Regions from separate parts of the Mus musculus genome. Here region 2 is linked to region 1. The links are chromatin contacts, called in public ChIA-PET maps. All regions are on one chromosome and are shown on one strand. The core of a region is the stretch at or near the end of the contact, and the rest is flanking DNA. Distances in the headings are between cores, read along the strand shown.

Region 1 (4,587 bases), core at 1,368-3,867:
TGCTTAATCTGTGTTAAGCATGACCCCCAAGAGATTCAGGCCCACTCTGCTGACAGATAATCGGGGCACCTTATCAAAAGCATCTAACCCTACACTGCAGGTGTGGTGCTTGACGCCTGCAGAAGGGGATATTGGTAGCCAGAGACCAGGGTGATGGAGACGGCCAACAAGGAGAAAGAGAAGCACTCCAGAAGTCTCTTCAGGCACCCAGGGACAGCAGGCAGGGACAGAGGGGGAAAGTTTCTGACTGGAAAAATCAATCGTTCCTCCTTCCAGGGTCAAATTTAACTGTGTTTCTCATACACCCTAAAGGGGAAAACACTTAGAGTACATTTCTAGACCACTACCACACCCCAGACCCCTTACATCCCACCCTGAAATATTTGAGGTCTCAATGCTAAAGGCAGGGGTCTAAGGAAAAAGCCTCTAGTCTCAGTCTTTCTCAACCTTTCCTTCTCTTTTCTTCTTTTTCCTCCTTCCCCCTCCTCCTCTTCTACCCTTCCTCCTCCACCCCTCCTCATCTTGTCCTCCTCCTCCACCCCTCCTCATCTCCTCCTCCTCCTCCACCCCTCCTCATCTCCTCCTCCTCCTCCTCCACCCCTCCTCATCTCCTCCTCCTCCACCCCTCATCTCCTCCTCCACCCCTTCTCATCTCCTCCTCCTCCTCCACCCCTCCTCATCTCCTCCTCCTCCTCCACCCCTCCTCATCTCCTCCTCCTCCTCCTCCACCCCTCCTCATCTCCTCCTCCTCCTCCACCCCTCCTCATCTCCTCCTCCTCCACCCCTCCTCATCTCCTCCTCCACCCCTCCTCATCTCCTCCTCCACCCCTCCTCATCTCCTCCTCCTCCACCCCTCCTCATCTCCTCCTCCTCCACCCCTCTTCATCTCCTCCTCCTCCACCCCTCCTCATCTCCTCCTCCTCCACCCCTCCTCATCTCCTCCTCCTCCTCCACCCCTCCTCATCTCCTCCTCCTCCACCCCTCCTCATCTCCTCCTCCTCCACCCCTCCTCATCTCCTCCTCCTCCTCCACCCCTCCTCATCTCCTCCTCCTCCACCCCTCCTCATCTCCTCCTCCTCCACCCCTCCTCATCTCCTCCTCCTCCTCCACCCCTCCTCATCTCCTCCTCCTCCTCCTCCCCTTCCCCTCCCCCCTTCCCCCCCTCCAAACAAAGTCTCATGTATCCTGGGTGGACTTTCAGCTCAGCACATAGCTGAGAAGAGTCCTGAACTCCTGATGTTGTGGGGTATCCACCAGAGAAGACTGCCTGGGCATGGGTTTAAGCCAATAGAATCTTCATTAGCTGGCACATGGCTACACAGGCATTCAGGATCCCATAGTGTAGCCCCAAGTCTCTGTCGGGGTGAGCTTTTAAGCACACACACACACACACACACACACACACACACACACACACACACACTTGTCCTGGGTTGACACACTTCAGTTAGCAAGAACAGTTAGCCAGAAGCAGAACTACAGCCACCCAAAAGCCGGGTGAGCACATTTAGAGACGTTCCCATGACTATGGACTTTGATGGATTAGGTCTTTGTTTACGGTTTTGGCAGGTGATGCTGTCTACGTGCTGAGTGAATGGCTCTTCCAATATGGAGTCAGTTATGCTACAGTCTGGAGCCTGTTACACTGGCCCTCCTGATTCTACCACCCAATTGCTTGGTTTACAGACAGACATCACACCCACTCAAAAGTTACTCTCTGAGCTCAGACTTCCTCAGCTACCATATGGGAACAATAATAGTACGTATGCCCCAGTGTCCTGTGAAAACTGTCTGAGATAATTAATTCCTGTAGAGCCACTGGGACAACAGCTAGTTTACAGGAGGTGCCCTGTAAAGTACATGTGTATACATGCACAGAGATCTATATGATTCATGTATTTTAATTATAACTTTCTATCTAAAAGTATACATATATAATAATATGGACATTACTATATATATACAATGTTAGGTGTTCTGTGCTAGACATTACTTCCAAGTTCCTCTTGAGTGGGAGGCCGATAGCTCCTGGGCATCTGGGAGTTACCTCTTCCCAGGGATGGTGACTCATTGGGAGGCCCTCCCAGAATCAACCAAATCTTCCAATTTACCATCCACACTGGCTGAGCTAGTCTCAAGCCCTGTTCTAAATCTGTAGCTAGAAGCCAAGGGAAAGGGCTAGGGGCATGGGAGCGCGGGGGTGGGGGTGGGGGGGTGGGGGTGGGGGTGGGGTGTCTGTTCTTTCTGACTTTAAGCAGAGGGAGAACACTCTTGGGGATCCAGAGGAACTGGCCAGGCTCCATGGCTCCCCAAGTGGAGAATAGTGGCAAATTTTCCTCCGTGATGTCCCTCCTGCTGCCCAGTCCTAGCACATCCCATGCCAGCCCCGGGGCCCTGAAGCCCTGGAACTTGGGCAGGGAAGCAATCCCTGGCCCTGTGGAGAGAGGGGTCACACGCCCGCGGGAAGCCCACCACTCCAGAGGGCTGGCCATATTGCCCCCAGGCAGCAAGGAAGGCCTGAGCTCCTGCAGAGCTGCAGGTCCATACCAGAGGGTGACTCGGGCGGGAGCCCGCGGGCAGGGCGCGGCCGAGCGGGCAGCAGGACCCAATGGACGCCGGAAGCCTCGGAGGCTGACTCATCCTCCTGCCTCCGACAGTCACCGCAGCTTCCACGGCCACACAGAGCGCCCCAAAGGGGATGCGCCCCCTGGAGGCCACATCAGAAAGCGCAACCTGGGACCCTGGTTCCAAGTTAGATCTCTATTTAGATAAATTTGAGGTTCAAAGGAAGGAGGCAAGCACAAACACTTCCTTATCAGTTGGTTTTCATCTCTTTCGAGCCCTCTGTGGAGGCGTGACACCAAATATGAGCATGTGAGCACCTAGTAGGCTCACAATTCGGGCGCAAGTGGATTGCTGGCCTGGTCCCAACCTAATGCAGCCTAATTGTCACCCCTCAGACTCATTTCTCCTTTTGGTCTTAAGACAGCAGAGAATTCATTGACAAACCAGTGACACCCCCCCCCCCCAGCTGATGAAAATGGACAACGTTTACCCAATACCATTGTGCAGAGAGTTTGCATACGTTATTTAATGCCCTTAATCTCTAAAGGAAGTAGATATTATTACCCTGCCTGTTTTCAGGAACTAAATGAAGATTTAAGCGATGGCACTACCGCTATTTGTAGTTTGTTTCTTGGTTTATGGTGGATTTTTTTATGTTATTGTTGTTGTTATTTTTGAGACAGGGTTTCTCTGTGTGACAGCCCTGCTGAAATGGAACTTGCTTTGTAGACCAGGCTGGCCTTGAACTCACAGAGATCACAGTGCTGGGTAAAGGAGTGAGTCACCATGCCCAGTACACACTCAGTTGTGTAAGCAACACTTTCATTTAATTCCACAATAATGTGGAGTGTAGGGATCATTTCCCACGGACAGGTCAGCTAACAGGAAATGAAGGTTCGTTTCTCAAGGTCTTACAGCTCCAATTCTCAGATATAAATCCCTCATTTCTTTCCAACTCCGTGGTCCCCTCCATTCCATCCCACCTCGGCCCTCCCTTGAGGAATAAAAGTGACTCACTCAACCCCACCTGTAGGCTCCAGCAGCTATGAGTCACTAACCCACCCTTTGGGTAGCAGTGACATCCATAACAAACCTAAGCACCTCCCACTTCCCTAGCCCCACCCCCTCCACCCACCCCACTGGCCCCTAGGAAGCGAGAGGCTGGTGAGTGGTTTCTGGTTTCCCACACACTGTCTTTTCAGTGCCCAGGAGGGTGACTGTCTTGAGATTCAATGACCGGTTTGAGCTCCTGTACACGCAAGGAGCCCAGATGTCCTAAACAACCGTCGTAGGCATAGCGGGGAAACCTATGATCGCACCACCACAGAGTAGCCTGAGGCAGGATTGCAGATGCTAAAGCAGCATAAACTACACAGCAAAGAGCCTGGATTACTGAGCTTGCCTGCAGGAGAAAAGAGCTTCAAACCTGATGCGACCGCCCCATGCCGCATCTCTGGGGCGAGAGAGGACTTCAGGAAGGGGTCTGTTAGCGTTCTGTCTAAGCTCCGCCCCACAGTTACCTGTCAATAGCCAGGTAGGCCTGACCCACTGCTTGCCCCTTTCTCCCTCCTTGTTCCTCTCTTGCTACCTTGTTCTTCCCTTCCCCATCTCTCCATGTGCTCATGGCCAGCCTCTACTCTTCTATTCTCCCTCTCTCTGCCTTTCTCTGCCTCTACTACCCTCTTAACTCCCCTCCCCATACCCTGAATAAACTCTATTCTATACTATACCTTTGTGTGGCTGGTCCCTCGGGGAAGGGGATGCCTCAGCATGGGCCCGCGGAGGAACCTCCTTCCCCCCCCCATACCTCACCACGCCCCCATAGAATATATACCCCCTCTTTTTTGTTTTGTTTTGTTTTTCGAGACAGGGTTTCTCTGTATAGCCCTGGCTGCCCTGGAACTCACTCTGTAGACCAGGCTGGCCTCGAACTCAGAAATCCGCCTGCCTCTGCCTCCCGAGTGCTAGGATTAAAGGCGTGCGCCACCACGCCCGGCATACCCCTCTTTTTATGTTTTTATA
Region 2 (4,587 bases), core at 1,055-3,554, 160 kb after region 1:
AGTGATGGACTATTATATAGAAGTCAAATAAACCCTCTCCTCCCTAAGTTACTTTTGGTCATGCTGTTCCATCACAGTAATATTAACCCAAACTAGGACTGTGATTCTAGGTTAGGAGGTGTGCACGCTGACTGTAAACAATGATAATACTTCAAAGAATCATGATGACGACATGTAAACCTTTGTTAGACTTACAACAAGTGTTGAAGTAGTTAGGGAGTTTATTCTCACTGGAGTTAGATGTCTGACTAATGGTAATATACTCTTATAATACCAGCACTTAGGAGGCTGAAGCAGGAAGATCAGGTGTTCATAGGCAGCCTAGGCTGCCCAGTAAGTTGAAACGATGTCTAAAGAGACACTGCCCTGTCACGCATCGAAACGCTTTAAGAGAAAATCAAATATACTGGATGTTAAATTTAGATGAGAGATTTAAAATATTTAAGAGACTCCAATGGACTATATTTATAGTGGAGCTTAAATTGTTCAAGCTGAGTTAATAAAATTTTAATTTTAAAAGGACAAATGGGAATGAAGCACAGTGGGAAGTTATTGAACCAACCAGGGCTATGTAGTGAGACCCTGTCTCAAACAAGAAAGAAAGAAAAGAAAGATGGGTCTGCAGAAATGGCCCAGTGTTTATCTATGCAAGGTGTTACACAGCCATCTGAGGGCTGAGTTTGAATCGCCAGCACGTACATATGTAGAGCTTCATAATAAAACAACAAAATGCGTACTTTGAACTTAAAAGGCATAAGGGACAGTAGAATGTTTACTTGATGAACAATAATCTATTCTTTGTCTACAATGTCAGTAATTACTCCCAGACCATTTTTCTCTACTCTCTAATCCCGAACTATACAAACAGCTGGGCGTGGTGGTGTGAATCTGTAGTCTCAGGGCTTGAGAGGAGGAGGAGGCAGGAGGACAAGGGTCTGGGCAGTAAGTACTAAGTCATTGGACTACACAGACAGCCCTTGTCTTAAAAAATAAAAAGGATCAGAGCTGGCAGGGGGTGGCTCACAACCATCCATAATGAGATCTGACGCCCTCTTCTGGTGCGTCTGAAGACAGCTACAGTGTACTTATGCATAATAATAAATAAATCTTTGGGCTGAAGCGAGCAGGGACTGAGCGAGCAGGATTGACCAGAGTGAGCAGAGGTCCTAAAAAAATTCAATGACCAACAACCACATAAAGGCTCACAACCATCTGTACAGCTATAGTGTACTCACATACATAAAATAAGTAAATCTTTAAAAAATAATAATAAAAAGGATCAGAAAACACACAGAAACTCACGTCATCTCTTATTCTAGTCCCTTGCCAGTCCACCACATCCTTCAGCATGGAAATGTGTTAGTCACGTCTCAGCCCCAGAAGTCTCCACACGGCCCGTCCTGAAGTTCGCACTTTCCCACTGGGAACCCTAGGAAGGGTGATATTCTGTTCCACCTGCCCGCCCCGTGCCTTGACCTCCCGGGTTCCTTTACTCTTTGCCTGGAACCCTGACTTCTCATGCTGCTCTCACGCCTGGCAGAGAAGGCAGGAGCTGGTGACTGAGTCGTTCCAGGACACATTTACCAGCCCTGCGTCCTGCGCAGCTCAGTACCTGACACCATTGCTCACATGCTCCCTAGGAGCATCAGCACCGATCCACCCACCCTCCCGGTTACAGCACAGACAGACTCATTCAAAGTCCTTGAGCAGCTCACCCCACTAACAACCAGAGAAGCAGAGGGCAAACAGACATTTATACCTCCAATGGTCCAGTATTTCTTCAGTTCTTTGCCATCTGACTGACTCTTGGATTTTTCCTTGGATTTTCACCTCAGCCTCCTCTGGCCCCGCCTTGCCTGTGTCTATCATTTACAAACCTCCCTAGGCAATAGGCTCATGAAAATGCCCATCCTGGTCTAACTTGTAGGTGAAAGAGAAGAATCAGTTATCCAGTTTTGACATGGGCAAAGCATGAATAAACAGCTCTCCAGTCAGTAAGTACAGGCAAAAGGCATGTGACAAAATGTGACGGTAGCCAGGCATGGTGTCACACACCTGAAGTGTCAGCACTTGGGCTATCCTCAGAGGTCAGCCTAGGCTACCTCAAAAACATTAGAAAAGAAAAAGAGAAAAGAAATATGACCACAGCCTGTGCCCACTAAAGGGGTCCCTGTTCCTTCAGAAGGGGCTAGCCCAAATCCTACAGGAGTGAAGGGTCAGGACATCGAGAGCTCTGTAGACCCAAACTTACACTTCTGCTCAAACTCTCCCAGGCCAGGGAGCCCTCAGAAGCGAAGGCAGTGTGGGAATAATTAGTCAGACACGCTTCCCTTTGTGTCACAGAATCTAACTCGCCATCTATGACTTCAGAGAAGTTACGTGACAACAGCAGCACACGGTGTCATAGCAACACACCTACACGTCCTGCTGCCACCTTCCTGCCCGCAGAGAAAACAGCTGCCTTCTTCAAAAGTCAACACAGCCAGGCACTGTGCCGCTCATCTGCCACCTCCAGCACTTGGGAGGGAGACACGTGGAGTCAGGCTGAGGCTAGCAGAAACTACAGGAGACCCTGTCTAAATAGAAAAATAAGTAACGTAAGCAGCGGGTAGCCTGACATCAGCTGGGTGAAGTGTCACAGTGTCACTTAGTGCTTAGGAGTAGAGACAGAATCAGGTGTTCACGGTCATTCTTAGCCACAAAATCAATTTGAGGCCATCCTGGAATACATGAGACACTGGTTTTTTTTAATTAATTAATCAACTAATTAATTAATTTAAAAAACAAAGGAACCAAGAGTGCATATCTTTAATCCCAGCACTGGGGAGGCAGAGGCAGGCAGTTCCCTGTGAGTTCAAAGTTAGCCTGGTTGACAAAGCAAGTTCACGGACAGGCAGAGCTCTCTTTCAGAGAAACCCTGTCTCAGAAACAAAACAAGAAAAAACTAGGGGAGGGGGGAATTCCACTTACCATAGCATCAGAAAGATTAAAACCTTACCAAGAAAGTCAACAAATAAATTGTAAGACTTCTACAATGAAAAGTCACAAAACATTGTTTAAAGGCATTTAGTACTAAATATATCAGAAGATTTGGTGTTCATGGGTTGGAAAACCTGATTGTGTTATTGTGATAATTCTGCCAACTCCCACCAGTGAGTCCAAGACAATGCCTATAAAAATTTCAATTGCCCCTTTTTGCAGAAATGAAACTGATCCTAAAAGTCATACGGCGATTCAAGAGGCACGGAATAGCCAAAATACTTTAGAGAGGCCAGAAAGATGGTTCAGCAATTAAAGACATTTGCCACCAAGCCTGGCTACCTGAACTGAATCCCTGGGACCTCCAACGGTGGCAGGAGAGCATCAACTTCTGTAAACTGACCTCTGACCTCCACATACGTGCCGCGACACACTCCCACCCACACCACACACAAAATGAGTGAACAAATTAGTGTAAAAACAAAACATTATTTCAGAAAAGATCAAAACCCACTAACTCATTCTTTCCAGTTTCCTTTCTCTTCTCTTCTGAGACAGGTCTCGCTATGTAGCGCAGGCTGAACTTTTACTTACAGTAATCCTCCTGCCTCTGCCACCTTACTGCTGGGATTACATAAGCATACAGTACCACTCCGAGTTTATACTTCTTGATGTCAAAACTTACTATAAAACTGTAATCAAAACTGTGAGAGCGACATAAAGATGGACATAGATTAATGGAATAAAACTGAGAGTCCAGAAATCAAGCCATAGGCCAATTGATGGTTACCAAGACCCTCCAGTGTAAGAATAGTTTTCTTCTGACTTCAGGCACTGAGACACCGCTCAGCAGTGAAATACAAGAATTAAAACTACAGGCTGGGCGTGGTGGCGCACGCCTTTAATCCCAGCACTCGGGAGGCAGAGGCAGACGGATTTCTGAGTTTGAGGCCAGCCTGGTCTACAAAGTGAGTTCCAGGACAGCCAGGGCTATACAGAGAAGCCCTGTCTCGGAAAAAAAAAGAAAGAAAAGAAAAGAAAAGGAAAGAAAAGAAAAAAAGAATTAAAACTACAAAGCCATTAGAAGGAAAGAGGTGGCAACCTCTGTGACCTTAGATTAGGCGACAGTTTCCTAAGTACACCACCAAAAGAATAAGCAACAAAGGAAAAAAATAGATCACTACAACTCAAGATTTAAAAACTTCTCATATGAAAAGATAGCACCTGAGGGAGGAAGGGAAGCGGCCAGAGAGCATGGAGTGGTAGGAAGTACTCACTTAGGGGTATTATTATTATTGTTACCATTATTATTAGTGTGGGGAAGGTGTTGGGGTGCAAACACACTCATACACATACACATGCACATTTGCATGCCATCACATGTCAGAGGACAACTTTTGCATTTTGTGTGTGTGTTCGTTTGTTTTTGTTTTTTCGAGACAGGGTTTCTCTGTGTAGCCCTGGCTGTCCTGGAACTCACTCTGTAGACCAGGCTGGCCTCGAACTCAGAGATCAGCCTGCTCCTGCCTCCTGAGTGCTGAGATGAAAAGTGTGTAGCATCTCAGCCAGGCTTTAAATGTGTTCTTACTTATGTGTGTCTTGTCTGTA

The links. ChIA-PET counts read pairs in DNA pulled down with a chosen protein or histone mark.
Region 2: a contact with region 1 is called in an RNA polymerase II ChIA-PET map of memory CD8 T cells, with 12 read pairs. The contact joins the promoter of 4930417O13Rik here to the enhancer-like site in region 1. A contact is called at or near these places in 1 of 15 datasets of contacts at CTCF or cohesin (the NIH/3T3 cell line), 26 of 484 Hi-C or Micro-C datasets (B cells, the HL-1 cell line, the N1E-115 cell line and 10 more) and 9 of 115 datasets of contacts at active chromatin or transcription factors (DN3 thymocytes, the NIH/3T3 cell line, bone marrow-derived dendritic cells and 4 more).

The regions. Positions count from the first base shown.
Region 1 is chr6:125,424,626-125,429,212 of GRCm38.p6, reverse strand. No RefSeq gene overlaps it. Among named protein-coding and RNA genes, the nearest start is that of Gm32673, 4.0 kb to the left of the region's middle. Within about 2 kb of position 2,617, at least 357 of the 459 cell types and tissues checked have an H3K27ac peak or open chromatin away from gene starts, as enhancers often do. A contact at or near this core is called in DN3 thymocytes, the HL-1 cell line, the N1E-115 cell line and 13 more, where this site is marked.
Region 2 is chr6:125,263,242-125,267,828 of GRCm38.p6, reverse strand. 4930417O13Rik (RIKEN cDNA 4930417O13 gene) reads right to left here and starts at 2,304. Exons shown (of 4, transcript NR_015527.1): 1 at 1,760-2,304; 2 at 1,303-1,429.